2 separate regions of the Macaca mulatta genome follow, and region 2 is linked to region 1. Evidence: chromatin contacts called from public Hi-C data. All regions are on one chromosome and are shown on one strand. Each heading gives the region's core, a stretch centred on a gene start, on an enhancer-like site or on the middle of the called end of the contact. The rest is flanking DNA. Distances are from core to core; before and after follow the strand shown. Region 1 holds the start of CLN5 (CLN5 lysosomal BMP synthase). Region 2 holds the start of FBXL3 (F-box and leucine rich repeat protein 3).

Region 1 (6,365 bases), core at 2,501-5,000:
GCTATTGTCATATCCACTCTGTGGCCCCAATCTCCAGGCCCTCCTCCACCCTGGCTTTGGTCCCTACAGCTCATTTCAAATAGGAGGCATGCATATTATGTGGACAAGCTCGTAATTTCCTCAGAGCTTAGAATAAGCTGCGGAGCCCCCTGCCGGTCTCCGGAAGGAGCTCTACAGACCTCACGTGGTGATGGGTTAACCTGGAAAAGTGACTACAACAGGATCTGGAAATCAAGAGGTGTTTTCTGCCTACCCTGCCCCTTCTGGGCCTCTTCTCATCTTCCAGGAGCTGGATACAGGAGCTGGATTCAGATTCATAATATTACAACGGATAATGGTGATTACATTTGTTGTCAAGATTATAAAATCTAATAGTAACTATTTTTGACTACTCATTTTAAATGTACTAAGAGAAACACCAACATGATCTAAAGTCAGCCATCTAAGTAGTGATTACTCCCTAAAAATCAACTTAATAACCAAATCATTGAATTAACCAAAGTTGTAAGACCAAGATGCATCCTTACCAAGTGTCCCAGGAGGTCTCCATATTTAAATTCCCATACTGGGGCTTGTAATCGAAAGACTTCAATGTCATCATCACCCTCCATAACTGGGATAGGTGAGCCAGTTGGACAGAAAGTATATTTAGCTTGACAATAAGGATCAGGTTTTGGACGGGAGTCAAAGCGTCTAATAAAGAAAAAGAAACCATCTACTTAGATTCCAACAGGAATTGGATTCTTCTCCCATCTTTTAGAATCCAGTAACATTTTTAGGGGACCATTCAAAGGTCAGACCATAGTTAATAAATATAAACATACATTTTGTTATCTTGTGAACAAACTTCCAATAATGTTTTTAATAGCAAATGATAAACTCAAAGCACTCTGATAAATCCAGGATTCCCTGTTCCCTGATCCCACTGTGAAAATTTTGAAGACAGGAATCCTATCTTAAAATTTTATAGCTCCAGGTCATAGTAGACATTTGCAAATGTTTACAGATTAAATGAACATTTTTCCAATGTGTTCAGTTTTACAAACAATCCATACATTAAGATTATTCAGATGATTATGAGTCATAGTATATATTTTATATTTACTTACAAAATAACATTCAACCAATATGTATTGAGGTTCTACTAGGTATATAGGGAACTATAGGAAGAAGGAGGGAAACAGAAATTAAAACACTGTTGCTTTTCTCTGTGGGTGGGAGCTGCAAAGACATTCAACAAGTAATGAGTGTGGGATGTGCTAGACTAAAGAAATGAGTTCTACCTGGCACAAAGGAAGGACAAATCATTGTTAACCAGGTATGGGATGAATGGGGTGGGGAGGGCAAAGAAAGAGATGAAGGCCAGGCCTACGTTTTTAACGTACTTGGCTAGAAGGTTAAGACAGAAAGGCAGAGGAAATGTTAAGTATTATAAGACAAGCCTGGCACATTTGGTCTCCGGTAGGTACGGAAGACTAGGATTCAGGCTTCAATGCACGAGTGGAGACAGAAGAGACTGGCAGGGGCTGTCATTCTGTCACTAGGAGAATGTGCATGGAATTCCCTGCCTTACAACTGGGGGGGGCTAAGCTTAAAGGATGTTAAGTAGCAGATCTGATAGGACTGAATTTGCTATAAAGTAAACCTTATTTCATGAATTAAAAGAGGGTAGGGAGAGAGGCCAAATTAAACATGAGAGATCAGTTAGAAGATGACCTCAACAATGCAGGCAAGAAAAGAAGACCAGAGAAGGCCATAGCAATAGGACTCGAGGAGCACCACAGTTGAATTCAGCTCAGCAGACACACTGGTCACCCATAATCTGGCATTGGGAAAGAAGGAAGTGGTGGTGACAAGAGCTTCTATCTAAGAATACTAGATCCCCAACCCAGATCTACTGTTTTACAATCCCAACAAATCAACAAAAATTTCTATTTTAACTTAAGAAGTTAAAATCTTTATGCTGACCAAAAACATTAACAATGTTCCCAAAAGCTTCTGCCACTTGGGTACAGTGTTTTATAGGCACTTACCTGGTTTAAACAAATACATAATCACATAGAGATTGCACTGACCCACAGCAAAGTCTTTTAGTTCAAAGGTAATTTAAATGTGAACTTAATAAAATTAAATATTATATTCAATTGAGGGGATCAGATGGGGGCATGTACTTAATATCTGAGACTTAAAAAAAAAATCCACTAAAAAGCTATGGTCAACACCTTGCCCTAATGTTCAATCAAAGCGTTTGGATTTACAATTCTTGTTCTATTGAGTAATTTTGACTTCTTACAAACAGTTTTTTATTAACATTTTTCAGAAAACTAGCTTCAACCACAAACTTCTCTTTCCACGTAGTATATCACACGAAACAAAACAGTGCTGCAAACCTTTCAGTGAGCAGAATACACTAGCTAGATTTGATAACAGCTGGCATTCTGCTAGATTTAATCCTTCCAGCAAACCGATAAGTGCTACCACTATTCCTATTGTGTGACTCAGGGCATGTGGGCACAGAGATTCTGAGTAACTTTCCCAAGATCCCTGGTGATGATGGAGCCAGATTTGACCCGCAGCAGGCAGAACCTAAAACTTGCTCCTCACAAAGAGGAAATCCTGCCTTCCCACTCATACTGTCATGCAAAATAGCTGTTTTTATTTTTCAGGTTTGTTGTGTGCAGTTTTAAGCTGTTGATTACTTATGCTGGTATGTTAAAATTATGTCCATTATAAATTGAATTAAAATAATGATGCTTTTGGTTTAAAGAAAAACAGCTGTTTTCAGAAACTGCTGGTCGTTCTCCTGCCTGATGTTGACACCATGTTTTCTTTCTCTGTGTTTAGCTATCTCTGACCGCCGGAGGCTGTGTGTCTTCTCTGTCAAAGGCTGGAATCGGCCTCCCAGGAGTGCGGGCCCTGTCCTCGTCTTAGGACCGGCGTCCTACCTCCAGGCTGAAGACCGGACAAACGCGATGACTATCTTCCCGGTCTAACCAGGACTGCAGGAGACGGGGATTCCGGGATGCGGGACTTTTGAGTGCAAAACTGGGAAGTTCCAATAAGGACTTCGGATCGGGTTCTGATCAGGTTCAAACCAGAGCGAGTTGGTCGCCCAGTAAATTGTACCAAATGTTCCGCAGTAATAACTAATGACAGTGCATGATATAAATAAATGCGACAGACAGTGTTTTTAAACTACTCAATAAATCAGCTACTTGTATCCAGAAATCCCTCCATTAAATAACATTACTCTCCTTTTCTGCTGCCAAGATTCGGGACTGTCCTGAGTCTGCCGCAAGTGGCCAGAGGGAGGAAAGATCCCAGGGCTGTGCATAACAAGCGGCTGCGACTCCCCAGTCCTCAACTTTGCTCTCAAGTGCGCTCCGAGCATCACCCGGCGCTGCCCCCGCGCCGTCTCGTGATCCGACACAAACCACCGTGCGCGGGGCTCCCCGCGCGAGCACCCCGTCCCCCATCGGCAACGCCGACTGCGACCCCGACCCCGACAGTGCGCGTGCCGCCGCACTCACTTGTAGGGCACCGGCCAGTGGCGCCGGGAGAGAACGCCCGAGGCCCGGGGCCAGCCCGGAACCGCCGCGAGCCATAGCAGCGCCACGGCCGGGCACCAGGAAGCGCGTCCCCGAGCCGCGCCCGCGCCCCGCCGCATCTTGGCGCCCTGTGCGGTGTCTAACTCCGGCGCCATCAGGCTGCACCCAGTGCTTCCGGATCCTCTGGAGGCCTGCGACGCCTGAGGGAGGAGCATGCGCGGAGCCGCCAGCCCAGGACGCGGGACGCCCCACCCCGGCTAATCAGGCCCAGAGCTTGGCAGCAAGCGCAGGTTCCGGCGCGTGACGCCTCCCCGCACCCTGCCCGCGGCGGCTGCCGCACTTTTCAGTCCAGGAAGGCGCCTTGGTCTGGCTCCCAGGAGAATTCGATCCAGACCTGGGGCCTCTTCTTTTATGAACTGACCTGTCCCTGCCCAGCAGCCACCACCAAAACCAAACCAAAACCGAAAATCTGTCACTGGGGCTCCTCCCAACACCGAACTTTTACCCCATCACACAGGGCCCACGCTAGGTGTCAACAAACGTTGAGTGAATGAGAATGTGTATTTGGGGCTGAGGGTGCGGAGCCGGGGGTGCAGTAAGGAAGAAGAGACAATAGTGGGGAAATGGCTTGTCCTCACCCGACCTGGGCCGGTGATAACAGTGGTTAACACTGACAATATGTGGTCCCTGCCACTCCCCAAGAGCTTAGTGGGGAAATGACTTGTCCTCACCCGACCTGGGCCAGTGATAAAAGTGGTTAAACACCGACAATATGTGGTCCCTGCCACTACCCGAGTGCTGCCGAATCCACCCCTCCCCTACCGCTCCCGCCACCGGCAGGTGTTCCTTGCTTGGATCTGTCACTTAACTGGAAAGAAGCTTCTGCATCACCTTCTCTTCTCTGACTCTTCAACCATGTCGAGAAAACAATGGCATCAATTACCTGACTTTTGAGGAACCTCTCATGGCTTGCTTTGCTGTTAGGCACAAATACTGACTTAAGTCTGTACGTAGTACATTCAAGGCCTTGCCATAGTCACTTGTTTTTACCAGAGAGCAGTTTTGCAGAGCCTTAGACCGGGACTTTCCAACTCTTTCACTTCACCCACAACTCGTGTGAAGCATCATAATGTTTGTAAGGCTATGGGAATAAGCAAGGTGGCTTCGGTAGCCAGGGATGACCACCATAATCCATTGGAGGGTGTGTGGCTTGTGGGGGTGTCACTGACTTCCTCAGGCCCTCCAGATCTCTTCCACAATCCATTGGAAGGTGTGTGGCTTGTGGGGGTGTCACTGACTTCCTCGGACCCTCCAGATCTCTCGATTACAGATGGGACTGAGTACCCTGCCCTGAACACACACTCCTTTGCCCACTTGCTGCACCAGGTGCGGGGCTCCTGCGGAGGTTCAGACCGGGCTGCATTTTCCCACACATCTGTCTGAGCGTTTTGAAAGCTACCTAGCTCTCCTCCCTATACTATGGCCAAATTCAAAACTACCAAGGCTAAACTGGCTTCTTCAAAGACCTGCCCAAGTAACAGCGGGAAGCATTCTAGCCCTGAGGGCTGAAACTAGTATCTGATTCGAAGGGCACCTGAAGTATTCCCTGTGGACCCACACTTGAGCCTGGCTTAAAAAGCAATTAGCAGGAACAGCTTAAAAACAAAAACAAAAACCAACACAAAACAAAAAACAAGAATTAGAGTGTTTACAAATCCTGGAACCATACACTAGAGGGCCACAGTAGAACCTCCCATTCAGTTCAAGACTTCCCAGAGCTACAAAAACAAATTCAGGTTGACCTGGTTCAGTGGTGGAGACCTCTGGTCCTGCTTCTGCTGTATCTGTCTTCTCACTCTGGTTTGTGGGGAGCTCTCATGGTAAGAAAGCACTTCCTGGTATTGGATTTATTTATTTATTTTTTTGGAGACGGAGTCTCCTTCTGTCGCCGAGGCTAGAGTGCAGTGATGTCATCTCGGCTCACCGCAACCTCCACTTCCCAGGTTCAAGTAATTCTCGTGCCTCAGCCTCCCTAGTAGCTGGGATTACAAGTGTGTGCCACTTGTAATTTATTTATTTATTAGAGACGGTGCTTCACCTTCAAGTTGGCTCCTCGGTCCCAGGAACACCGTAGCCAGAGGCCCCTACCTCAGAATTATTTTCAGCTTTGAGAGCCAGATGTGGTGGAAGAGGCCCTCCCATGGTTGTTGGTAAACCTCCTTCAGCATTTGCTGTAGTGTCAGGAGTATCAGTAAGTGGGGGCAGAGATGCCACCCCAAAAAGCTGGAACTTCTTCACTCTTTATTTCATTTATTCGAACCAAATAGTTAACAAAGTCTCTGCCAGCATTGCTCTGTGCATCTTTTTTATTGGTGGAATTTCCTATGCCAGTGTAGTTATACCCTTCCACCTGAACCTCACACATGAATTTCTGCCTATTTTTGTTCCCCAATGCTCTAATTTCATAGGATGGGGTCATCTTCCTTTTGCCACGCCAGGCATAGAGAAAATTTTTAACATCACCCATGATTGAAGTGTCTTCTTCAGATCAGCCTACGCTTCCCGGTGCCCAACTCTTAGGACCATGTGGCTCTGGCCTTCCACGGAGACAACAGAGACACACACAGCAACTTGCATAAAGGAATCGGCAAAAATAAAAAATAAAAAATTTTAAGGAGAAAAGAAAGGAGGTTGTTATGACACTTTATGATTTGCTGTGGTTTGAGAGAAATATTGTTTTCTGGTAATTTTGAGGCTGGTTTTATCAGTCCACGCTAATGAATACCAGGGCAGATTAAAGTCCAAGCTGATTTTTAG
Region 2 (6,365 bases), core at 1,638-4,137, 35 kb before region 1:
AAAATACATGAGGAACAACCCACCATGAGCAAACATTGACACATATCATTAGACCCCCAATTATTTCATATGATTAACATGATTTAAGAAAAAAAGAAATTACAAAGTGAAAAGAATATCAAGAACGATCAGGCAGATATGAAAAATAACCAAATAAAACTTTTAGAAATGAAAAACACAGGCAAAGGTAGTCTTAGCAAAGACTAAATAGACTAAATTAGTGACTTGGAAGACAGATATACAGAAATTACAGACAGAAAAGTAAACATATAAAATTAAGAGATATGTAGATACACCTCCCAAGGCAGAAAAATTTCAGTAATTTATATAGACATTTCCCCCTCAAGGAAAAGTTGCAGTTCAGGTAAATCCACATTCTTCAGTGTTGGCTGCACATAGTGACTTTCTTCCAGTACAAAAAGAGAGGGAAAAAAGTAACTTTAAGTAGAACAACTTGATCTCAATCTTTGATTAATGTTGACATCAACAAGGATAAGTCGTATTAATAGATGTAGCTTTGATATGATGTGATGAGAACAGTACTTTATACCTCTGTGGTTTTCCTTCTAAAACATCCACAGTCCCTATGTAATTATGAGAAAAAAACCTAAGACAAACCCCAATTGAGGCACATTCTACAAAATACTAAAGCAGTACTCCTAAAAACTGTAAAGGTCGTCAAAAACAAGGAATTACAGGATGGTATTTAAGGAACTACTGCAACATAATCTAATCTATCCTGATCATTGGTGTACCAAGGCTGGGGTGGTGTGGGAATAGTCTACACCATTCTACATGGTGAAGGGGTACATTGTCTGTGGATAATTGAAAACAATAATAAAGAGACTAATTGTTCATCTGCTTTTTATTACTACATGCATTGGCAATTCCAAACAGGGTCAGTAATAAATTATTTTTCCCTGTTGGATCAATGTGCTTCACACTCATCCTTTCTCCCACCCACCATGCCACTAATCTTGATGATACAATTGATAAATGTAAATAAGTACTGACTGATTGAAAAAAAAACACGTTTCTTTTTTCAAAAAAAGAAAAGTGAAATAAAATCTTTGCCAATAACAGGGAAGAAAAGGGATATTCAATAGGTCAAGTGTGCCAAGGTCCTTGTCTTGTTTAGGAGGAGAATAGATCATACTGGTGAAAAAAAAGAACTATGATTGGAATGTGACATAACTAATGTGATACAATATTAACGTAACGCAACCCATGCTCATCATGTTTACTGAATTGGTTTAATGTATTTTGCTGATCATTTATACCGTTCACTCAACTTTAAATAAATGGGCCTGTATTTGACTTATTTGTTTTTCTTTGATAATTATCACTGTCTTTCTTAGAACTTCCTATTGTTCCTCATCATCTAGTCACTGAGAGACCTAAAAAAATGTTGTAGTTCAGGTAAATCCACATTCTTATGCTAGTAGAGACTTTGTACAGTTTGATTCAGTGATCTGACAGCTGGCATGCCCTTAAAAAATACCAAACAAACAACACTGGCATTTCCCCACATTGAATTCATTTTATTATAGAAACAGAGTCTCACTCTCATCCAGACTGGAGTGCACTGGTGACATCATAGGTCACTGTAACCTCCTACTCCTGGGCTCCAGCCGTCCTCCCGATTCAGCCTCCTGAGTAGTAGCCGGGATTACACCAAGCCTGTCTAATTTTTTAAATTATTACTCTTTTATTTTTTTGTAGAGACAGAGTCTGGACATATTGCCCAGGCTGGTCTCCAATTCTTGACCACAAACAATCATTCTGTCTTGGCCTCCCAAAATATTGGGATAACAGGTATAAGTCTGTACCACTCCTGGCCTCACAATGAACTTCGGTGTAACTTTATACATGGCTTCCCAGCTCAATTTCTTGGGAAAATGGGAAGAACGGAGAGCTCCCTGGGCACCGCTGCTTTTCAGTCTCTTACACATGGGTCTGAGTGTTCTAAGACACCTTTGAATGGAAAATTAATTTCTCTCTTTTTTTTGGAGGTGTAGAGAGGAATGGCGCATGATTCAACTTATGATATTGTACCTAAGAATATTTCTAACTTTAAGAAAATCCAGTATCAAAAAATCCAAACTTTAAGTCAACTAGGTAGCAGTTACACACAAAGATGCCTTGATTTACAAAAGGATTCACCAGAGGTTTTCTTTTCAGCAGCTTTGTAATCCTTTACTTTCCCCACTGTGTTTCAAAAGCTATTTACAAATTTCAGGACTCTATTTCATAAAGCAAATGTCGTTTTTAAAATGTAATAACTCTAATGATAAAAGTCACTTTACAAATATATTGGGAAATACAAATTTTGAAAAATAAAAATCATCTGCAATCCCAGCGTTAATACTGTCACTATTCTGGTACAATTCCTTGGCATCTTTTAAGCACCACTTAGGCACACCGATGCGCGGGTCTTCAGAGACTGTAACCCCTCGGTTTCAGGCATCGGGGCGGCCACCCACGGGCCGCGGTCCCTAGCAGGCTCCGGGGGGACTCCTTCCTTTCTTTTTTCTGCTCCACCTCCCTAAACCTTCCCGTTTCAGCCACAGACAGTCTCTTCCACATAAAGCTAGCTCCAGCCCTCCCACATTCGGTCTCAAAACAACAAAAAAAATCCCCTTCAAGCGGGAGTCACATCTACGGCAGGAAAGCAGAAGACCGTCCCACAGCGGGGAGGCAGGGGAGGCCGCAGCGCGCGCTCCCGCTTGGGCGCGGCCCCACTCCCGCCGGGCTCCGCCCCGCCCCGCCCCCTCCCCGCCCCCTCGGGCCGGGACGCGCCGGTGAAGCGCGCGGCCGCGAGCCCTGGGCGCCATTTTAGACTCGCTGTCTGTAGCAGAGGCGCAGGAAGCATACGCGGTGGCAGCCGCTCGCTGAGGTAGTCTGTCGCGGCGCCGGGGGTCCCTGAACAAGGCGCAGACAGCGTGGGACTGGGAAGGAAAGCTTCTCTCTGGGCAGCCAGAGCCGCAAAGGTGGAGCCGCGTTGGCGCCCTCCGCGGGACCAGCGCCTCGGATGCGGGAGAAGCGCGGGGGGCCGCGGGAGCGCGAAGCGGGGGGCCAGGGGCGCCTCATGTGAGAGCCGCGGGACCTGCGGCCGCCGCCGTCCCCGGAGCACGGGGTGGTGTGTGGGGGAAGCCGCCCCCGGCAGCAGGTAACGGCGGAGGGACAGGGCCGAGCCCTGTTGCGACGGCGGGGCCGGGGAGGGACCGCGGACCGTCTGTGGGCGGGCCGAGGGGGCGCGGGGGCCGGGGCGCGAGCTGGCAGCTCCTCAGGAGTGCCGGGCGTGGCGCGGGGCGCGGCACCCAGACCTTGGAGCTTGCTTGGGGGCGTTTCCCCGCTGTGCTTGCTTCCAAACATGTCAACAAGGCGTGGTGCGTGTGCGGCGGCCGCCTGCAGCGTGCCCGCGACGCCGCCGCTCCGGGGCTAGCCGCGGCTCCTGCCTGGCTTTATGACCCTTGGCGCGGGCTGGGGACAGGCACCGTGGAACTTGCACTGTGTGGGGCTCTCCCGGCGTCGGCTACGCCGGTGCTGGGAGCTTGAGCAATGAGGCACTGAAATGTCAAAGTGCCCAGGGTGGGGCGCATGAGAAATGTCAGGGGAAGCCAATCGGGAGGTGGCGCAGGGAGGATGGGACGCCCCCGCCGCTTAGCCAGGCGAAAAACTTGGTCAACTTGAGCGGCTGCGCGCCTGCCTTTGGCGTGGGCAGTCCTTTAGGTGGAGTTGCAGACAGGGATCAGGAAGCAGCCGAGTATCTCCAAGCTGAGAGGTGGGAGAGATCATTTTTATTTCGTCGTTGCTAATGTCCAGTTGAGTGACCCAGATGTTTTAATTAGAATCCTCCTTTTCTAACTTGAAAAAAAAAGTAACTTAGTTTCTGTTATCTCTGAAATATTTATAAAAGTGCCATCAACTATCAGTTTATCTCTATGACCTGTGGACACATTTTCGCCACCGTGTGCTCTCTGAACATTTAGTTGTGAGTTAACCTCTTTATAGTGTTTTACTGTATTTCAGCCGAAGAATGGATAGTAGTTTGATATTAGTGAAAGCAGAACAGAAAGGAACTGCGATGCCAAAATAGGCTTTTTAGAGTTAACTACAAATGGGCATTTAAAATTACTGCATGGCCAGTGTAAAAGTGCCTAATACAATGATGGACACAGCTAGCTGTTCACTTCTGGTCTTGATCTAATGATGAAGTTGACTGCTTCTTTCAAAGTTTTTTCTTTTTTTAAGACAGGGACTCACTTTGTCACCCAGGCTGGAGTGCAATGGCGCGATCTTGGCTCTAGCGATTCTCCCACCCCAAGCTCCCTAGTAACTGAGACTACAGGCGTGGGCCAGCATGCCCTGCTAATTTTTGTATTTTTTGTAGAGACGGGTTTCATCGTGTTGCCCATGCTGGTCTCGAACTGCAGAGCTCAAGCGATCCGCCTGCCTTCTCCTCCCACAGTGCTGGGATTACAGGCGTGGCCCACGGTGCCCACCTCAAAGTTTATGGAACATAGAGTTAGCTCACTAACTCCTTGTGCTGCTCAGCTAGCCTGTGGTCTTTCCTCAATAGTTTGCTATTTAGCAATTTGTAGTCGTATCAGTCCCTCACCAAAAGCTCTGGTGGCCTAAGTTGCATTATTTGGGGCCTAGAAACTTTGCAGGAAATTAAACTGCCAGAGTCCTGAAGAGGCCTAGTTTTGGTGCTCTAGATTTCTAGAATCTAGAAAGTCTTATTGACGTTTTATAGTACAGCTTGGTCCTCCACACTTCTGTTGAAAGATAAGAGGTGTTTTCACTTTGACAAAAATAGGAATTATAGGGCCCATTGATGTAAATTATTTGCAGGCTGGAAGATGCTCTGAGATGTTTAATTTTCTGTATAGCAGAGTTTCATGTGTAAATAGATTTAATAAGATACTATTAAAGTAGTGTAAATTTTTTCATACATAAAGGAAACCAACTTGGAAAATTGACATGTAAAATTTTTATTAAGTGTCCACTGACTCCTGTTATTTTCATGCAAAAATGAGGATAGTCCAGAGGCTGTTTTTATTGGAATTTGGCCTTAGATTTTTTTCCATTGCTTATTGCACTGTAATTGTGACATAAACATATTACATAGGACAGTTTACAGACTTAATTCAGCTATTTGTAAACTGGTAAGTGCTTAAAATATGCTTTGGTGATCATATAGTGTTTTTATATCTAGATCAAGAGATACTGTCCCTTAGTGTTGCATACTGTTAAAAAAATTTTTGTCAACTTCTTTAACCTGAACTTGGAAAGGTATTTAAGTACATTTTATTTAAAACAGTACTATAATAGACAAAAGAAAGTTTCTATTTTTAGGACCAGCAAGGTATTTATTAGCAAAGATTATTATGTGAATAAGGCTACCTTTTTATACATGTATATATCCATATACTCTCAAGTAAAATGAATCATTCCGTCTTTAAGTTGTCTAGTTCTGGTTTTAGAAGATTGTTCTCCAGAAACAGGCAATCAGTATTCTATAATAAGGTGTAGAAATCACGAAGACTGTCATTCTTTTTTGAATCTCTGTATCTCAAAATTGTGAGTAGTTTTAGGTGGTCAGAAGAGAAATTATAAGCTCTGGATAGCAAACACTTTGTTCTTTGACCCAAATTTTATATACTAAAATTAAAATAAGCCTTCAGGGTAAGTTAAAGCAGAAAAATGGGTCATAATGACAGTGTTATCTCAACCTCTAGTGAGGGATTATTATTAGGAGAGACAATATTAAAGATTACAATGTAGATTATACACTTTTCTCTAAACTTATAAAAAAAATCTATTCTCAGAGTTACACATAATTTCCAGTCTTCCATCAAACTACCTTCTTGCTGTCACCTCTGTCATTCTGTGTTCTTGTTCTCTCCCTGATCAGTGGGGTATGTGTAATATATTTTATTTACATAGTTGAGAATAGGAGCAGTGAAGAATGGGCAGTTGATTGCACATATGCTAAGACGTCTTAGACTGACTTTCATGGCATTAAGGTCAGAGGCCTCTGCCATTCTCTTTTTACTCTCCAGCCCTCAATCCTCTTTCACAAGTTTTTCGAGGTACTGGATGGAGAAAGTGCAGAAACATCTCTTTCACAGTAATGCATATGCATATCCTTCATCTCACACAGGAATGAGAAATTCTTTTATGCTGATAGGCCAGAAGAGAGTTGGAACAACAAGCCATCTTTCTGAAAGGTTGTCACCCCAAGTTTAGGTCAAAACCACTACCCTGCCGGAACTGTTCTCTAGAAACAAAAGTATTACAGGCTGTAAACTAAATAACTACCAGTGAGTGGTCTGCAGCCATTTACTTTAGAGCCTGCT

Evidence for each region. A called contact is a pair of places that touch in the nucleus more often than the background predicts.
Region 2: a Hi-C map of CD4 T cells shows a contact between it and region 1, with 3 times the contacts expected there. The contact joins the promoter of FBXL3 here to the promoter of CLN5 in region 1. A contact is called at or near these places in 4 of 14 Hi-C or Micro-C datasets (CD4 T cells, blood, fetal cortex germinal zone and 1 more).

The regions. Positions count from the first base shown.
Region 1 is chr17:71,783,830-71,790,194 of T2T-MMU8v2.0, reverse strand. It overlaps CLN5 (CLN5 lysosomal BMP synthase), which reads right to left and starts at 3,750. Exons shown (of 4, transcript XM_077973868.1): 1 at 3,531-3,750; 2 at 528-693. The coding sequence starts at 3,703.
Region 2 is chr17:71,818,249-71,824,613 of T2T-MMU8v2.0, reverse strand. It overlaps FBXL3 (F-box and leucine rich repeat protein 3), which reads left to right and starts at 2,887. Exons shown (of 5, transcript NM_001261635.2): 1 at 2,887-3,169.